Regions from separate parts of the Oryctolagus cuniculus genome. Here region 2 is linked to region 1. The links are chromatin contacts, called in public Hi-C maps. All regions are on one chromosome and are shown on one strand. The core of a region is the stretch at or near the end of the contact, and the rest is flanking DNA. Distances in the headings are between cores, read along the strand shown.

Region 1 (2,803 bases), core at 156-2,655:
AATAGCTAAGAATCAAATAATCAGATTTTGGGGGGAGGCTACTTGGGTGGCAGAAAATGGAATTGATAAATTGATTTTGGTGTAAATGTTTTTGAAATCCATGCATAATTTTTTTTTCCTAAAATGCTTTTTCCATGGACTTTTGAACACTCCCTTCATAGGAGAGCCTGTTCTGCATTTTACTAATTCTGTTTGTCACAGAAATGCAGAGGGAGGAAGATCATGAGGGGAGGGGCGCCCTGCTTCTCTATCGAGTGCCTGCGTGCCCACTGCCAGCTCAGGCAGACCCCAGGAGGCGCAGTGCCGGCTTCACTGCTCTGGTCCTGGACACTCGCACGGGGGCCTAGAGTGACTTCCAACTCCTGGCTCTGGCCTGCCTCAGCGGAGCGCCCTTGGGGAGTGACCCAGTGATGGCAGATCTCTCCCTCTCTGACTCTGTGCTATTCAAATAGATAAAAATAAATGTGAGACAAGTGTCAGTGCGTGGGGAGGTCTTCTGTTTGTTCAAGTGGACGTCGGGGGCGGGGGGATTCCTTTTCTGCCATTGCTTCCTTCAGCTGGAGCAGCAGCCGGGGCGGCGGTGGGGTCCGAGGAGAATTTCCCAACGTTTTCGCTCCTTTCGAATGCAGATGAGCAGAGCCAACCTACGTACGTCTTGAATCCAGAACGAATTTTTGAAAATAACAGATAAAACCGTAATCTCGTTGCATATTAAGACCTACACATTAACATAAATGCCAGTTTAGGGGTACCACTAACAACCAGAAAATCACGCTTTTCCACGTGTGCTAATGCACAAACATGAAAGTTAATGGCAGGAACCCAGCACCCTTCAGAGCAGGGCCGTGTGGGGGCTGCTGTGCGTGGCCCTGGGAGTTCGCGTGCGAACAGGAAGGAAGGGCGTGATCAAAGGTTGGAAAATGACTTTGTGGGAGTCTGATCTTAAGGCCATGAAGAGAGCTGCATTTCAGCGCCAGCGTGTCCGTACATCATTATGGTCGCGTAGAATTGAAGGTGATTTGCATCCTTCGCCATACCCAGGTGCAGGGAGACCTCACTTTAAAGTGGGCCGCAGCTAACGGAAGGAGAGCAGTCCCCTAAGAGCCACCCAGAAGACAGAGCAGTGCAGTGAAAGCCGCGACGGCCCCCTTAGGGATCTGCACCCCATGGATAAAGAAAACGCTGACCAGTCCTTTGTTTCCCACCAAACTCTTTATTTGCAACACTGAAGCCGTCCCGCGTTTTCCCTGGGAAGGCCGGGCTGCCCCGGACCAGCCCCGGGCGGGCGCACATTCCTGCTGACTCGGGGCAGCAAGCGAAACTTTGTGTTTCTCGCCCGGCAACAAAGTTTCCGCCGCTCTTCCTCCCCCTCTCGCCTCCGGGCTCTGCGGCGGGAACGCGGGCGGAGCCGGGTGCGTGCGCGCAGGCACGCGGGCAGCCGGGCGCCCCGGGGGCCCGGCCGGGAGCGCCGAGAGCGCGCGAGCGAGCGCGCACGCCCTCATGAATATTTAGGCACCGCCGCACCTTCCCAGCGCGAGTGAAAAGGAGTATTTAGCGAGGAGCTGATCTGGGCTGATCTGCATGTGAATCGGGAAGGGCCATAAAAGGATGAAAGGGGGGGGGGGACCTTGGGACACAACCCGTGGTCCCCGGGGGGCCATTCATCCCGGCCAGCCCACCCCGTCCCGGCCGCCTCTTTGAGCAGAGCCGGGTTCCAAAGGCGCTTGGCAAAGGATGTGTGCGCTTTGTTCTCGCGCGCGCACTTTTTTTTTTTTTTTTTTTAAAGAAACAAAAATTGCTGTAGGGTTCGGCCATTCTTCTTGGTTGCTGCCAACCATTGGAGGGCTGTATCGATATCTGGCAAACCAGACACCTTATACGAAGGGAGCAAGACCGAGATTTTTAAATCGTGACATCTGGCCGTGTTTTAAGTGCGCAGCTGAGTGGCGTTAACTGCCTGCACGAGGTCGGGAGACCATCACCAGACACAGGGGTAACTCAAAAAAAGTTCGTGGAAAAATGAGATAAGCTTATTTTGGTGAAGGAAGGAAGGAAGGAAGATTGAAATGCATGCATACTTTTCTCTCATAGTACTCATTTTCTGTGAACTTTTCAAAGTGCCCTTGTTTATCTCCAGAACTTTTTCATTTTGTCCAACAGAAGTTCTGCACGTAAATGGTAACTCCCGTTCGGCAGGAACCAGAGTGTCAAGTGTTCTTGGCTGTTGGGATTCCCTGCGCTTGGTTTGGGAAGGCTGGGTTTGCAGAGCTACCAGGAGTTGGGGAGGGAGAGTCCACGGGAGGAGAGGCTGGAAAATGTTTTTTTTTTTTTTTCCTTCTAAGTGTGATTTATCAGGACAATGAACTGAAAGGATGGAAATGGACAGGGGACAGACAACCTGGATGTCAAATGGCCATACTGGTTTTTACTGGAATGAAAGAAAATGACTGTCAAGTAGCCTCTGGAATTTCTCCATTTTGACAAGGAATTGTTTTATGCCAGAATTACAAAATCAAAAACAAAACCTTAGTCGTACTGTACAGTGCCTGAGCCAAAGCAGGTAGGTTACATATTTACAGAGCTAACCTACCAACTGTTTGGGGATGCGCTGAACTTGATCGAAAGACTGAAACGAAAAGAATGGACTCTATATAACCAAGTATTAAAAAATATATATATTGCTGGACCCATTTTACACATTTCTGGGCAAGTATTCTGATCAAATTTCAACACAAGGAAATAGCATAGAGGAAATTTGCAGAAATTTCTAAACCCTGCAAATGCTCATTGAACTTCATGCATC
Region 2 (2,803 bases), core at 114-2,613, 200 kb before region 1:
GTTATCCCATTACCAGCTCTGATCCAAGCTATGCACAATTATTTGTTCTGTTCTGTTTTCCCTTCTTCTTGCTCTTCCATTGACCATTTCCACTTAGGGAATTATGCGTTTTACTCGAGATTAGGTTTTGCTGCCCACTTCCTGGGCACACACACAATTGCTTCTCCAGTGGAAAGCTGTGAGCCGTTCACCTGATTGACCCTTTCTGCAAGACGAGGAAGTTGTGAAGATGAGCAGTTCTCTCCATTGGAGGAGCAAGGCTTGGGTCTATTAGCCTTAAACTCTCATAGAGCCTCAAGTGTTCTACCAATCAGCGCCGGCCGCAGTAGCTCGTATATTCCCTACTGAATAATGAATTGGCATCAGTTAATATGCAGATTCTCGTAAGCTCCTAATAAATAGATCTAAGAAGTTTCCCTGAGTTTGTGAGAGGGGTGTTTTGGTATGACCACCAAAAGGCATTTTACCTCCTTTATTCTTTGGAGCAATTTATTTGGCTCTTCAAGCATATGGAGGCCAAAAAAACCGTTTCCTTAGGATAAAAATGTGCAATAAATCAGCTTCACAAGTCATTAAGTGTAGCTGCAGCCTCTGCTGGAGTGACGAGGTGCCAGATGCCGTGTGTGGTGCCGCCCTGGCGTTCTCTTTCTCTTCCCGTGGATTTGAAAGCTGACATTTGCCCAGGGTCACCGAGATTGCAAACCGCAGAGCCAGATGCTGGAGCACAAAATGTGTCTCTGACTACTCGGGTTAACAGCCTTCCCCGGAGTCAGAGCAGCGCTCAATCGTCCTGTCAACGGCGTGGGCACCTGTGTGGAGGAGGACGTGTGCGGGAGATGCTGGGCTCAGAGGTGTGCGGCCACCTTTTGGAGCCTCGGTTTCAACCGAGCCAGGATGGCTCAAAACCTGCTCCCTGGACCGTTTTACTGCCACACAGGGACCGTCTGCAAACGAAGGGTTAAGGAATCCAGCACTGCAGCCTTGTAAACAGGAAGCCTTAGGGACCTGTTCCCTGCACACCAGCAGCTCCACGGCCGCTTGGGGACAGCAGAGGCTCAGGGGCAGCAAAAAGCAGAGCAGAGGCCAGAGATGAAAGAGCCAATTCTCCATTCTTCTCCAGGTCCCCGGAGACGAACACTGTGAACTTGTTCCCAGTCCCTGGCTCCTGCCAGCTGTCCGCCCCTCCCCCTCGAGGGCAAGGCCACCCTGGAGGGAGAACTCATCCCTGGAAATGGATCCTCATGGCAGGGGGAGAGCGCAGAGATGATGTGTTTGCGGTGGGAAAACGGTGCACACGGATCTCCAGCCGCCCCTCTCTTCTTGTTTTCCAGTCAGACAGCAGGGTTGCATGTTAGCACTTACCCTGCAGTCTGGGGTTGCACTCGGGTCCTATCACCATGTTGTTTGCTCACTGGAATGAAGTGCTGGCATACAGAAACCTTAGGAACCTGCAGTGCCCTGGCCCCCTGGTCAGCGTTTAGAGGTGCTGCCCTCCGTGGCATTGCTCAGACAAGAGACAGCCAGGATCTGGGCCGGGCCACCCCAGAGTGCCAGACGGAGTGCTCTCCTCATCACTTTGTGTCCTTACGGCTTTACTGCTCTTGGACACAGCTTAAGGGTTCTTGGTCAAACTCCAACTCGAACAGGTCACCTCGGAACAGCCCTAAGGCTTAACCTGCTTAATCGCGCCGGTGTTTCCAACTGGAAGGGATGGACTCTTGGAGGGTCTTTGTGTTCCACTCTGGGTCCTGCAGAAGCTGCTGCCTCTCTCACTGCTCCCACCGATGAGCTCAGTAACTGCTCTCACCCGTTTCTGGAAATGCATGTTCCTAAAACGAGTAAGTTACTGGAGATGTAAGTTCCTAGAGAACTTTTCTAACACTTTTAAGGCTTTGTTTAAACCAAGAGTTTGGTTTATTTTAGTTCTCAGTGAAAACAAAATGCATCAGTGGTCTTTGCAATGTTCTCCTGTCTAGAGAAACAATCCAAACAAGACAACTGATAAGGGTCATTGTCTTCCTCTATAAGAACGCTAATTTCTGAGCTATGGAGACAATCGCTAGAGTTTTGATACACCTGGCAAGGGACCCTCCACGTTGATGTGGTATCCACCCATTACTATGGGTGTTTTTTACATTCAGCAGGTTTCATTACAAAAAAATTGCAAAGAATTTAAGAAAATGCATGCTTAAACATTGACATACATAGGGAGTAGTAATCCTTGATGTAAATGTAGGACTCCCACCTGTATTATCACATTTAATCTTCACAAGTAATCTCATGATTGTATGGATAACAATGGCTGATTTAAGACACAGAAGTTATAGTTCACAGGGTACAGTGTTGTGTGATGGTTATAACTCTAGTCCAAAATAGGGCCCTCCATTTTGCTGGGCACCGGAAGAGTAGGAGATATGACATGGGGAGGGCTTGAGTTCAGAGAGGCAGAAATTCTGCTGGCCCTTTGCTGTGAGGGAAGTTCTATGAAACAAACCTACCTTGAAGAATCGACAGAAGTTGAGAGTTTGGAAGAAGCGGTCATGGAACCATGTGCTAGGCCATGGTGCATGACTAATGCATATTTGTTGAATGAGTGAAGAATGAATAAATGAGGATGGAAGCATTCCTGTGATGGCTCCAGGCGACAGTGCTCCAGGGGCACGTACACTGGGGCGGGGCGGGGAGACAGGCCTGGGAGGGCACTGGAGACCACGCCCAAGAGCCCGGCTTTCTTCGCAGATTAGAGCAGGGCTTCATTGCTTTTGAGCTGAAGACAAGTCAATGGGAAATCGTGAGCAACTGA

The links. A called contact is a pair of places that touch in the nucleus more often than the background predicts.
Region 2: a Hi-C map of an unstated tissue shows a contact between it and region 1, with 2.9 times the contacts expected there. The contact joins two enhancer-like sites. A contact is called at or near these places in 2 of 6 Hi-C or Micro-C datasets (psoas muscle and an unstated tissue).

What each region holds. Positions count from the first base shown.
Region 1 is chr5:5,344,518-5,347,320 of mOryCun1.1, reverse strand. No RefSeq gene overlaps it. Among named protein-coding and RNA genes, the nearest start is that of QKI, 17 kb to the right of the region's middle. Within about 2 kb of position 1,405, at least 6 of the 8 cell types and tissues checked have an H3K27ac peak or open chromatin away from gene starts, as enhancers often do.
Region 2 is chr5:5,540,626-5,543,428 of mOryCun1.1, reverse strand. All of the region lies in intron 3 of PACRG (parkin coregulated), which reads left to right. Among named protein-coding and RNA genes, the nearest start is that of QKI, 210 kb to the right of the region's middle. Within about 2 kb of position 1,363, at least 2 of the 8 cell types and tissues checked have an H3K27ac peak or open chromatin away from gene starts, as enhancers often do.